Linked DNA regions of Hordeum vulgare: region 1 is linked to region 2. A link is a contact called in public Hi-C data. All regions are on one chromosome and are shown on one strand. The core of a region is the stretch at or near the end of the contact, and the rest is flanking DNA. Distances in the headings are between cores, read along the strand shown.

Region 1 (6,480 bases), core at 486-2,985, 210 kb before region 2:
GAAAGACCCTTGGATTCCGCAAGGTCAAAGTAGAAAACCACCTACTCCTCAAAGAAGGAATAACATCCTTTGGAAAGTCTCAGACCCAATTAACCTACTAGAAGGAGATTGGGATGATGATCTGGTAAAACAAACCTTCAACGGAAAAGATGCAGAACAAATATTGCAAATACCAATTAGTGAAGGCAATGAGGACCGGCTTGCGTGGCACTTTCATAAGAGGGGTTTATTTTATGTGAAATCAGCTTATCGAGTGGCAATTGAATCAGACGCAAGGAGGGCCCTTCATGGTGGGGCTTATGCATCTGGCACAAAAACTGAATATATACCCTTCGAGTGGGAGAAAGTGTGGAGGCTCCCTCTACGAGCTAAAATACTGCACTTCTTATGGAGAATGGCGAGGAACAGTCTTCCGATGGGACAAAAACTAATTCGACGAGGAGTTAAAGTTGATCGACGGTGCCCGATATGTTTAGTACTTATGAGGATGGTGGGCACATTTTTTCAAATGTAAATCAGTAAAGCAAATCTGTAGAACGGCTCAAACGGAAGACATACGACAAAATCTTCGTGATTGTTGTAGTCCGAAAGATGTGCTTATTCAAATATATAAACTTGATCGGCAAAAGGGTGCACGAGTAAGCATTCTTATGTGGCTTTGGTGGCATGAGAGAAACAAAGCTAATAAAGGGGAGGCAATAAGAAGCACGAATGAAATCATAGAATCTCTGGAAATTCACGAAAGTGAATACAATGAGCTATATAAGAGGAAATGCACTTAAACAATAACACCCAAGGATAGTTGTTGGAAACCTCCGGAGGAAAACTATCTCAAGATCAATATAGATGCAACTTTCACAAAGGAGACATGGACGGGAGGATGGGGTTTCATCATCAGAAACTTTGAAGGAGGAGTAGAAGCAGCAGGAGCAGGGAGACTGTGCAGACTATCTGAGGCAATTCAAGAAGAAACAATAGCCCTGTTGCATGCTGTTGAGAGAGCAAGCGAGCTGAGATGCAGGAATGTTATTTTTGAAACAGATGCACTGGTGGTGAAACAAGATGTCACTGGCGATGACTATGACAATTTAGTCTATGACGGTCTGTTCTGTGAAGCAAAATATAAATTTTTGTATTATTTTCAGTCTTTTTTCATCATGTGGTGTCCTAAGTCATGTAATGTAGCTGCTCATAAATTAGCGTCGTTTGGCGCGAGTTTGGTTGAACAAGAAGTGTGTATGTGGCTGATGCGATTGCTAGCGATTTAGGTGGACCGAATGTGTAATGGATTAAAGCTTTTCCATTTAAAAAAATACTCTCCCTGTTTCTAAATATAAGTCTTTTTAAATTTTTTACTATAAGACTACATATGAAGCAAAATGAATGAATCTACACTCTAAAGTATGTCCATATACATCTGTATGTAGTTTTATAATAATTTTTTTTAAAAACATATATTCAGAAACGGAGGAAGTACAAGTTTTGTTTGAAGAAAAGGAAGAACCGAAGAAAAAGCTGAAGAAATTCCAACCGAGCCTTCGTCGAGATATTTTCAACAGAGAGCTCAGAAAAGCGCCCATACTTTCACCTCACGCGCCCAACGTGGCGCCAAGTGAACCGCCCCACACCTATCGCCCCGAGCCGGCCACCTCCTCCGCTCCGCTCCCGACCCCACGATCTCTGGACCCCCCCAGCCAGCGCCATCTCCCCGCTCCGTCCCCCGCCCGCTTCCATTCCCTCCCACCACTCCACCCATCCCCCGACGCCGCGACCACGGGCGCGGCTCTTCCATCCCGCCCTTCCTTCCTCCCCGAAGCTTCGGGAGCAATGGCGAGGCTGCTCGTGCTCCGCTCGGCGCCTTACCACCGGTCCAGCCTCTCCGCCGCTGTCTCCTCCCGCTCGGCGTCCTTCCCCCGCCTCGCCCGCCGCCACCTCCCGTCGCCCCTCCGCGTGCCCGTCCGCGCCGTCGAGTCGTCCTCGGGGGCCACCAAGCAGGGGGAGGAGGCGCCTCTGGCCGCGGGCGAGGCCCAGGAGCCGCTGCCCACGGCGCCGGCGTTCGTGGTGGAGGAGCTCGGCTGGGGCACCCAGCTCGCGGTCAAGCTCAAGATGCTCGTCGCCCCGCCGTGGAAGCGCGTCCGCAAGGGCAGCGTCCTCACCATGACGCTTCGGGGCGAGGTGCGCTGCTCCTGCTCTTCGGCACCGCGCACTTGCTGATTTTGCTACCCTTCTCCATTTCGTGCATCATGGGAGAGCCTAATCATCTTAGCAGATGCCCTGGTACAGTGCTGTTTGTATTGTGGCCAGTTTACTTCTGCTGTTGCAGATCCTGGCACACGCCGTGTGCGTGTGCGTGTGCGTATGCTTGCGTGGGTGGGTGGATTGGCGTGTGTTCCGTTCGCTCATACGCACCTGCCACTGTATTTGGTCATTTTGTAATCTAGACATGTTTGGGCTTTGTTTGAACATTTGTTAGTCTTGATACTGTATTGTGTGGGTTTGGATTTTGATGGTGTGTTTCCGTGGTTGCAGATATCCGATCAGTTGAAGACCCGCTTCTCGTCAGGGCTCTCACTGCCGCAAATCTGCGAGAATTTTGAGAAGGCAGCGTATGACCCGCGGATATCAGGGATTTATCTGCACATAGAGCCGTTGAGCTGTGGATGGGGAAAGGCGGAGGAAATCAGAAGGCACATTGTGGATTTCAAGAAATCTGGTAATCACAAGCTTCTGCTGAATTTGGTGTATCACCTTTATGTTCATGTATGTCATACTATGACAAAGTGTTGGATATTTTTGTAGGTAAATTTGTTGTCGGTTACATGCCTGTCGGAGGGGAGAAAGAATACTACCTTGCTAGTGCATGTGCTGAGCTGTATGCACCGCCAAGTGCTTATGTTGCTTTGTATGGTCTAACCATTCAGCAGACATTTCTCAGAGGTAACTGCATGTACGGCGATAACATAATACCTCTGGTTATTGGTCAAGTGCACCATGATCTAGAAGCGTTATTTTCTGCTGATCCCCAAACCTGTTCCAAAATTACACTTGTTATGGTGCGACAGAACTATAGAAGTGTTTTGCTATTTTTACAGTAAATATCCTTCATCCTGTCATAACTTTCAATGCATTTCTGATAGTTTAGCTTCTCATTGTGAACCAAGTTTTGTAAGCTTGGTCATGCCCTGTGTGTTAAAATGAGACAATCTGAATGCAACCATGTTTCTTTTCTGGTAGCTAACAGTCTAGCACTTTTTAATTCGATTTGCAAGGTGTGCTTGAGAAAGTTGGAGTACAGCCAGAAATTCAACGAATTGGTCGCTACAAAAGTGCTGGAGACCAACTTGGGCGGAAGAGCATGTCAAATGAAGTTAAGGAGATGCTGGGTGCACTGCTTGATAATATCTATGGAAACTGGCTGGATACAGTGTCTTCCACACAAGGTAATTTAAATAGATCTGTTCAGTTTCACATATTTAATTGAAACATCATCATTAGAGATTTTTTTTTCTAGGGAAGAAAAAAGAAGAAATTGAGGAATTTGTCAACTCAGGAGTCTATCAGGTCGAGAAACTTAAGGAAGAAGGTTGGATAACGGATCTATTGTATGATGATCAGGTACAGATTCCCTCCTCAGCTGATCACTCAGGTGGCAAGTAAATTGCACAAGACTAAATCAAGTTAAGTTAGGTGTTAGTGTTACTGCATCTTCTGCCCAACCAATGGTGATTAGTAAATTGTATTAGGAATGTAAGTGATGTTTTAACTTTGACGTTCGTTATTTCCTCTTTTTCTTTCATGTCATCAACATTAAGAAAACAACAAAAGTTCAGTCTCTTTGTTTCGGGGTCTATAGTAACATGTGTTGTAGGCAGATGTTGAACCAGCAGAATGTTATACATCAAAGAAGCACCCATGAACAAGAAATAGAAGACAGAGACGCAAATCTAGTCCAAGAGAAATAAAAGACATGGTACCTAATATGTATTAGGAATGTAAAGTGATGTCTCTCTATTTATATTTTAGGTGTGTAATATAGTGAGATCTTTGGCCATTATTAGTGCACAAGCAAGTCATATCTATACAAGACTCTTCGATTTAGTTAGAAAGGGAATTTTAGGGTCCTAGTTAAGGTAAGTGTCCACAGTTCCACATGTGAGGAAACATCAAATCTTCCTACAACATATACTGATGTACTTGATATGTTAATTGCTAACTCAATTTTAGTTGGAGTTTCTTTATTGAAATGTGGACATGTTCAGGGTATGCGACTTGTCAAACTAGAAAATTAGACATGAAATTTTACATAATAGGTTGTTTATTTGAATTAGAATACTGAGTTATTTAATTTATTTATTTATATTTGTCCGCTATTGTTTTTGTTGGTGTTGTCTTATTCAATAGGTAATGACAATGCTGAAAGAGAGAGTAGGACAGAATGACAAGAAAAGCCTGCGTACGGTTGATTACAGGTAATTTAGATATTCATTGTTCTGGAAAACTGGGTGGAAACTGGAAGCCAGACAAGTCAAGGATTTCTAATAAATTTATAATGATGGCACTAGTCGATTCTGGAACTTTGACTCTTCCATCAATTTTTATGTTTTGCCACCACCGTCAACTTTCAGCCATTACCATACTATTAGTGAAGTGAGGAATGACCAAATTAACCCTGGCTCGCTCCACTTAGGCATGACCAATTACATATAGATGCTTCAAACCTAGATGTATATACTGATATACACATATTTTGAAAAATAGCCATTGATGGTGGTCCTGTCCACCTCTAGGCTGAACAGGCCAAATTGGTTCAGCAGTTGTTATCGGAAACTATACAATAGCCAGTGGAACCCACAACTCTGTCTCTTCTTTGTTGATATGAGCAGAGTGCACGATTGTGAGTAACATTTTTATGGGCTCGGATATTATGGAAGGATTGGGGGCATATAGGGTAGTTGTCGAGGTCAACGGGCGTGGCCCTGGACTCCTGTGAACCAGTGAAAGAGCAGTGGCACCGCTACCACATTACAGGCGGGGTGTGTGTGTGTGGGGGGGGGGGGGGGGGAAGGAGTACAAGGGCTCCTCCTTACCTCTAATTTACTTAAGGCCTAAGCTAATGATATCCCTGTCTTTAAAGAAAATATAAATTTCCTAACTGAAAAGATGACCGGGATCATATCCCATAGTTTTTGTCAGCTTGGGCCAATTGAGCTTTGCCTTGTGAACTGTCAGCTGGTGTGTCCCTGGTCCTAAAATGTTGCAATTTTTCTTTCCTATATTATGAGTTGTTTGTTCAATTTTTTTGCACACTTAATTTGTTTGGTATTATTTGATGTTGTTTGATTAATCTGAAAAGTCGACAGATATAAACACCCTGTTTTACTTACTGAACTGACATTGGTTTGAACTGCCAGTAAATATTCAGGTGTAAGAAAATCAACTCTTGGGATAGGAGGAGGAGGAGACTTAATTGCAGTAATCAGAGCATCTGGAAGCATAACACGAACTCGAAGTGGCCTGAGTATTTCTAGTTCGGGCATTATTGCCGAGCAATTAATCAAGAAGATACGTACTGTTAGAGGTAATTATGATATGTTATCTCAGCAATCAATTTGCGTCTCAGATGCAAATTTGATGTATACATTTGTACCAGGTAGAAAAAATATACTACATCTGAAAATTCTTTAAACTGGATTCAGTTCCCTAATTTATTTATATTTTTAGATGAGATGAGTTTTTTCTGTTTCATTGCAGTGAGCACAGACTGTAGAAGCAATTGGTGTAGCTTATATAAGCACACATATAATGCGAACTTCTGTCATAGTTTATATGTTCTCCAACAGAATAATTTCATCTTATTTTAATGTAAAATTCTCTTACCATTTCCAGAGTCAGACAAGTATAAAGCTGTTATTCTTCGTATAGACAGCCCTGGTGGTGATGCTCTTGCTTCTGATCTGTAAGTTCTGCTCCAGATTTCATTTAGGCAGCAGAAGCAGCAGCAGAGTTTCAGTTATGTATTGATTATTCTTATTTTAACTAGGATGTGGAGGGAAATTCGACTCCTGGCTGACTCGAAGCCTGTGATAGCTTCCATGTCTGATGTTGCTGCAAGTGGTGGATACTACATGGCAATGGCTGCACCAGTTATTGTTGCTGAGAAACTTACTCTGACAGGATCAATTGGAGTTGTTACAGGTGATCCTTGTTACCTTCTATTCATTCTTGCTAAGACTAGAACAAGTTCCACAGTGCGAATTCTATGTTCTCTTCCAACAATCTCAACTTTGAGCTTACATCTATTCTACTCTATCTTAGTTTGGATAGTGAATTTGATTGTCGTGAGTGTTTGTTTCTTATCTTACTATTTCTGTATTGGACTAACAGGAAAATTTATCCTTCAAAAGCTGTATGAGAGGATTGACTTCCATAAAGAAATTCTATCTAGGGGTAGATATGCAGAGCTTAATGCAGCTGATCAAC
Region 2 (6,423 bases), core at 563-3,062:
CTTCTAACCGAAACATTGCGCTGTTATCACCTCCAGAACAGTTACGATTACTGCAAGTATCCTTGATAGGAACTCGCTGCATTTTCATATGCTCCACAAAGGCAAATTTAGTGTCAACTACTTTTCTGCTAATTTGGTGGCTCCATGTTTGGATTTGTACCTGTTGACGATTGTCTACCTTACTTTGTTCTGATTGTTAAAGAAGCAACATGTGTATGCTTCCTGATTTAAAATATTCACCATGAAGCCCTGCTTAAATGACTGTTCTGCTCTCCCTCTGTTTTAGCCTGCAGTGCTGTATGTATGAAGTGCGTTGTAGAAGTGTAGTGCAGGTGACCATGTTCATCAATCTGCATTGAAATACCTCTAATACTTCCTTAATGTATTCTGCAGACAAGGTTGGGCGTGCTGTGAGCACCGCTATCTATTTCTTGCTTCCTGCAGGAAGTGTTTCACGCCTGCATCGTATTCCTTGCGCTGAAACCTGGCATTTCTACAAGGGAGAGCCTCTCACGGTTGGTGACAGTTGCATGCTTGCCTTTATATGGGGTGTAAGATTGCCATTTTGATTATGTATTGCTAACACAGGTATTCTCTGTCTGATTAGGTCTTTGAGCTACACGACGATGGCCACATTGACCTCACCGTAATTGGCCCACACCTAGACGCTGGCCAGCGCCCCCAGTACACCGTGCCACCAAATGTGTGGTTTGGTTCTTTCCCTACGTTGGATGTCGAGTCGTTTGCATCCGATGGCAGCCATCTTGTCAACTCTCGGAAGCGAGACCCCGAGAAGCACTACTCCCTCGTCGGCTGCACTTGCGCCCCTGGCTTCGAGTACGAGGATTTCAAAATGGCCTCTTTTGATGATGTGAAAACCATTGCCCCGAAGGCAGAACCCTTCCTCAACTACCTTATTCCATCCAACAAGTAAGCAGGACCCGAGATGTTCATACTGAATGCAAGCAGCCTATTATGGCATTTATCCGGCCTGCCTGTATTGGCTTTGGATATCATTTTCTTTGGCTCCACGAGGTCTGTGTTTTTAGTCTTATCACTCTGCTGAAAGAACACTCATTGTGCCGGTGCTGGTTCCTGGTTGTAACATTTTATGTACCATAATTATTGGAATAAAGTTTGAGCTTGATGGTGAAACAGGAGGTTGCTTGTGTGGTTCTGTATGCCTTTGACAAACGCCCCTTGTTCCGCTGTCCAAAAACTCTGTTTTTCATTCAATCTGACTCAGTTGCAGACTTGCTGGACCCTTTCAACTTGTTCATGTTGGAACAGGAGTACGAGCACATGCCTAGATCCTTGATGGATATTGATTTTATGAAACCTTTCTAGCCAGTAAACGAGTCTAGCTGTTCATTTGTAATGTGCTGCAAATGAATGATGTCGATCATCAAGCGCGTGGATTTGCGGTCGGATTGTCTCACATTCCATTTGGTTTCATGCCGTTTTTTCTGGGATTTGAAACATCCCCCTGATTTCTCAAAATGGTTGTTATCGAATATACAGTTAGTTTTCTGTGACCAATCGATGGCGGCTTGATGAGAAAGAAAGAAAGAAAAGAAGCAACCGAAGAAACGCCGTCAAACCAAACCCTATTTCTCAAGCAAGATTATTGTACACACCCAAAACCACGCTGACAGCTGGGCGGACCGGCGGAGGGCGCTTCTGGATCTTTTCCATTCTGGCGATTACGAACCAGCCCTCAGGTTTTCCTGCAAATTACGCCCAGCGTGCCACTCGTATAAATACCGGCCTCCCCTTCATCCCTCCCCACCACAATCCCAATCCCTACCCCCGACTGGACGCGCAGCTCTCTCCCAGCCGAGGCGGCGCGACCTCCTCCCGCCGCCCCGCCCCGCCCCGCCTCGCCGGACCCCTCGCCGCCTCTCTCCGACCAGATCCGCCTCTCAGATCCACCGGACGCCCCCCCTCCGATCTTACTCTGCTGGTAAGCCAGGGTCCAGATGCGTAAAGTGGATAGACACGAGCAGATTCCAAGTATAAACTCTAAAGCCAACGGGCATGTTTGTTTGTGGGTGGGCATCACAAATTTACAAACGTATATTATGTGCGCACTGATTGATGGTGGCATATAGGCCTAGTTGTCTGTGGCCTCACATACTGGATTACTAGTATATCCATACATATTTCCATGTTCCAGAATCGTCCGTGCTTTGTTTATCAGTTTCTCCGTTGGGGGTTTCTCATACGTTTGGTATATCATGCGGTCAGATGTTTAGGTGCATACTTGTTCTTGATTTCGTGTTGTCAGTTTCTAGAGCACGAATTGGTATGGTACTGTAGGTTTTGAGTAGTACCGTGAGGCAAGTTTGGATGAATGTTTGTTGCGTGTGCGGTTGCCCTGTTTATTTTGTTGTCAGTTTGTACTTCCGTTGTGCTTGCAATTGTAGAGATTGTCCCTAGTCTCAGTTACTTATTTTTGTTGGTGACAATCTTAAAGAAGTAGATGTTGTCATCTTTGTTTCTCTGTTCCAGACAGTTGATTTCTCAACATGCTATCTTCATTATGAGTTTTCCTTTCATCTTGTGTATACCAATGTTGCATGTACGATACTTCTGATCCATGCCCTTAAGATGTGATATTCAGTATCATTAGTTGTAATAATCAGATATGAGTTTGTCATTATGCCTTGACTTGGCACTTGTTCAAAAGCAAATGGCCGTGTCCCCTAAACTGTATCAGAATATTAGAGTAGACCTCTGCTGTCGTTTTGGACACCTGAACAGGAGTTGCCTGAAAACTGTTGGCTAATCGTCTTCACTATCCCTTGTGAGCATGCTGGTTGTTTTGTGTTGGATGTGCTTCTGTAATTTTCATGGGGCTATAACAAGTGATACAAATATCTCAGCCTCTTAGTACTACTACTGCCTGACTTTGTTGATGTTGGTCACACATGTGTTGTCTGGACTGTTTATGGAGCTCCTGATTTTATCATTAGATTTAGTAGTCTCCTTTCTACAATTCTGCCAGCAACTGGTGGTATATGAACTGATTCTCTGTGATACTCTAGTCCCGTTTCCTAACCTACCCCAACCTGTTTGGGACTAACGGCTTTGTTGTTGTTGTACTCTAGTCCCGTTTCCGTAATGATAGTGTAATTTTAAATTCAATTAGTTTCTTGTATCTCACCTTACATGAAGAATCATCAATATCTGATCTTTGTCTTGTCTAATCCAGGCAGCAGCCTCTGTATCGCTGCAATCTGACAAAGTGGAGGGCCTAGAAGGTGAAGCTTCTTTTATGTCTGAACAAGCATCGGTTTATTTGGGATCAGTTGGATTGCTGGGAGAGTATTCTCGTTCAACGAGAAAAAGGCACAAGTTTTTGCTCCCCTGCATGCATCAAGAGCCTATTAGGATATCTGGTTCTGAGAATTCACTTGCCATCGCCAGTGCTCAAAGCCAGCTCAGTTTTCTTCAAGGATCAGCAGCTACTCTCATTTCTGAAATTTTCTACATCTGATAGTACCTGCTGCAGAAAGCTTGAGTCAAGATGGCGCTGCAAAACATTGGTGCTTCAAACAAGGATGATGCCTTCTACAGGTACAAGATGCCCAGAATGTTGACAAAAATAGAAGGCCGTGGTAATGGCATCAAGACAAATATTGTGAACATGGTTGATATAGCAAAAGCACTTGCCAGACCCGCTTCCTACACCACTAAGTACTTTGGATGTGAGCTTGGGGCACAATCAAAATTTGACGAGAAGACGGGAATCGCCTTGGTTAATGGTGCTCATGATACTTCAAAGCTGGCTGGCCTTCTTGAGAACTTCATCAAGAAGTATGTCCAGTGTTATGGTTGTGGCAATCCTGAGACTGAGGTTCTCATATCCAAGAAAGAGATGATAACTCTGAAATGTGCTGCATGTGGCTTCCTCTCTGATGTTGACATGAGGGACAAGCTCACTACATTCATCCTGAAGAACCCGCCAGAACAGAAGAAGGGAGGCAAAGACAAGAAAGCTATGCGAAGAGCTGAGAAGGAGCGGATGAAAGAAGGCGAAGCTGCTGATGAGGAGATGAAGAAACTCAAAAAGGATGCAAAGAAGAAAGGAGCTTCTTCCAAGGATACAAAGAAAAAGGCTGCCGGGGGAGGTTCTGATGAAGAACATGCAACCTCGCCAACTCACAGTCAAGGTGCCGACTTTGCAGCTGCTGCAGATGATGATGACGATGACGATGATGTGCAGTGGCAGACTGACACGTCAGCGGAAGCTGCGAGAAAACGCATGGAGGAGCAGCTGAGTGCAGCAACTGCTGAAATGGTTATGCTTGCCACTGAGGAGACGGAGAAGAAGAAGAGACAGGCCACGCACAAAGAGGGCAGTGCCAATGGGACACCAAAGGCTGAAGATAATTCCAATGGCAACCAGACCGGGCTCAAGACCACTCCTTATGATGAACTGGTTGAAGAGATCAAGGCCAACTTGGGCAATGCTGCCACCGTAGCTCAGCTCAAGGGTGTGCTGTCCTCCTCTGCCCTTCCCCCCAAGGACGTGATGCATGCTCTCTTTGAGGCACTCTTCCATGGTGCGGGCAAGGGGTTTGCGAAGGAAGTGGTGAAGAACAAGAAGTACCTTTCTGCTGCGGTGCCTGATGAAGGGTCCCAGATGCTCCTGCTCCAGGCTATCGAGGCGTTCTGTGGCAAGTGCAGTGCTGAAGCCCTGAAGGAAGTTCCCGTCGTCCTGAAGGCCCTTTATGATGGAGACGTCCTCGAGGAAGAAACCATTGTCCAGTGGTACAATGAAGCTGTTGCTGCCGGCAAGAACTCCCAGGTCGTGAAGAACGCCAAGCCGGTCGTGGAGTGGCTCCAGAGCGCCGAATCTGATGACGACGACGAGTGAGAGTCTGTACTGCGGTTCCCTAGCTACCACCTACTACTGAGTGTCTTTGATGAGTTTTCCATAAGTGTCAGTCGTTGTCTTTCAACCTTTCGTATTTGCCTGGTGTTTAAGCCATCGAGTCATTTTGGTTATTTCTGTATCGAGTCAGTTAAACCAACGACAGTATGCCTGGTCCGTTGCATTTGGTGTGCCTGTTTGTTTTCTTGCCATCTTTCATCAAACTACGTTTGGATACATTATAAATGTGAGATGCTGTTATATGTTGTTTGCGCAGATTTGCTCTATGATTTATGTTATACGCAGTATTGAGTAGCATGCTTGATGAACCTTTTGCTTGTCCAGAAATCTCATGGTATATGACAGGTAATGTTGTTTTCCAGTTACATCGCTGGCTGACGAGGATCTATTCAACCTAGTCAAGTAGTTCATGATATCAGCTAATGTTGATTGGGCAATTACATCGCTGTCATGAGATAACCTGGATATATTATCTTTATAAGTATTTGTGTGAGAGAGAGGTTTTTAAACTTGAATTGACAATTCAGCTGTGATTTGCGGAGAGATGTATAGCAGTTGAAATTTTTGCCATGGTCCATGGAACTTCGTGCTCTCCTTTTTTTTTGCACATATGACAGAAGATTATTATGAAAGAAACTGGACAAGTCACCACCTCATGCCAACATTCTCTTATTTGGAACTACTACTGGTAGTACATGCCAACACTGGTATTTTTATGTCTAAAAGAATACGTAGCAGAGCAGAGCAGAGGTACAAAAATGGCACCCGTGGACTAAAGTTGTCATATAATAGAGTAACATATGGATCATCTACTGAGTGGATCATATCAGCAGCCCTGGGCAGCAGCCGCCGCGTCCTCCACCGGCACAGCAGCAGCAGCAGCAGCAGGGAGCTGCTGGAGGCGCTCCCGCAGCTTGGCCCGCTCGTCCCTGAGGCCGGAGTTGTCGCGCAGCAGGCGGTCGCAGTCCCTGATGACGCGGTTGAGCTGGTCGAGCAGCTGGCGGTTGGCGCCGCGGAGGTGCACCACCTGCGCCCACAGCTCGCTCAGCTGCTTCTGCTTCCTCATGCGCGACCGCCGCGCCGACTCCCGGTTCGACACCATCCGCCGCCGCCGTCGCTCCTCCGCCAGGCTGCAGTGCGCCTGCTGGTACCCGTCCGACTCATCCGAGTTGGACGACCTGGCCCCGAACGGGGGCAGCAGCCCGCCGCCGCCGGCGGCCTCGTGGAGCAGCTGCTGCTGCTGCTGGTACGAGGAGGAGGAGGGGGACGACGTCGCCTGAGGGACCAGGAGGCCGCCGCCGTTGTACGGGAAGAGGAGGTCGTCCGGAGCCACCACCTGGTAATGGGGCCTGAAGGCGGCGGAGATCGCAGCCGCCGCCGACAGGTACGGCACGCTGGCGAGCTCGGCGGGGTACATGCTTGCTTGCTAGCTTGCCCGATCTGCCGAGCGAGCGAGTGAGCTATGGAGTGGGGCGGAGAAGAGAGTGAGTGGCCTGTGCTGTGATCACGGAGGCGAGAGGACA

Evidence for each region. A called contact is a pair of places that touch in the nucleus more often than the background predicts.
Region 1: a Hi-C map of seedling shows a contact between it and region 2, with 2.7 times the contacts expected there. The contact joins the promoter of LOC123403010 here to the promoter of LOC123406361 in region 2. A contact is called at or near these places in 2 of 6 Hi-C or Micro-C datasets (leaf and seedling) and 1 of 1 datasets of contacts at active chromatin or transcription factors (embryo).

What each region holds. Positions count from the first base shown.
Region 1 is chr6H:487,934,508-487,940,987 of MorexV3_pseudomolecules_assembly, reverse strand. It overlaps LOC123403010 (serine protease SPPA, chloroplastic), which reads left to right and starts at 1,735. Exons shown (of 12, transcript XM_045096987.1): 1 at 1,735-2,175; 2 at 2,530-2,713; 3 at 2,800-2,937; 4 at 3,270-3,440; 5 at 3,512-3,615; 6 at 4,402-4,469; 7 at 5,412-5,578; 8 at 5,887-5,956; 9 at 6,041-6,480. The coding sequence starts at 1,828.
Region 2 is chr6H:487,722,156-487,728,578 of MorexV3_pseudomolecules_assembly, reverse strand. It overlaps LOC123406361 (eukaryotic translation initiation factor 5-like), which reads left to right and starts at 1,812. Exons shown (of 2, transcript XM_045099870.1): 1 at 1,812-1,963; 2 at 3,215-5,139. The coding sequence starts at 3,530. The coding sequence ends at 4,882. LOC123401251 reads left to right here. Exons shown (of 3, transcript XM_045095000.1): 2 at 394-515; 3 at 608-1,155. The coding sequence ends at 934. LOC123403650 (bZIP transcription factor RISBZ3-like) reads right to left here. Exons shown (of 1, transcript XM_045097567.1): 1 at 5,554-6,423. The coding sequence starts at 6,317. The coding sequence ends at 5,727.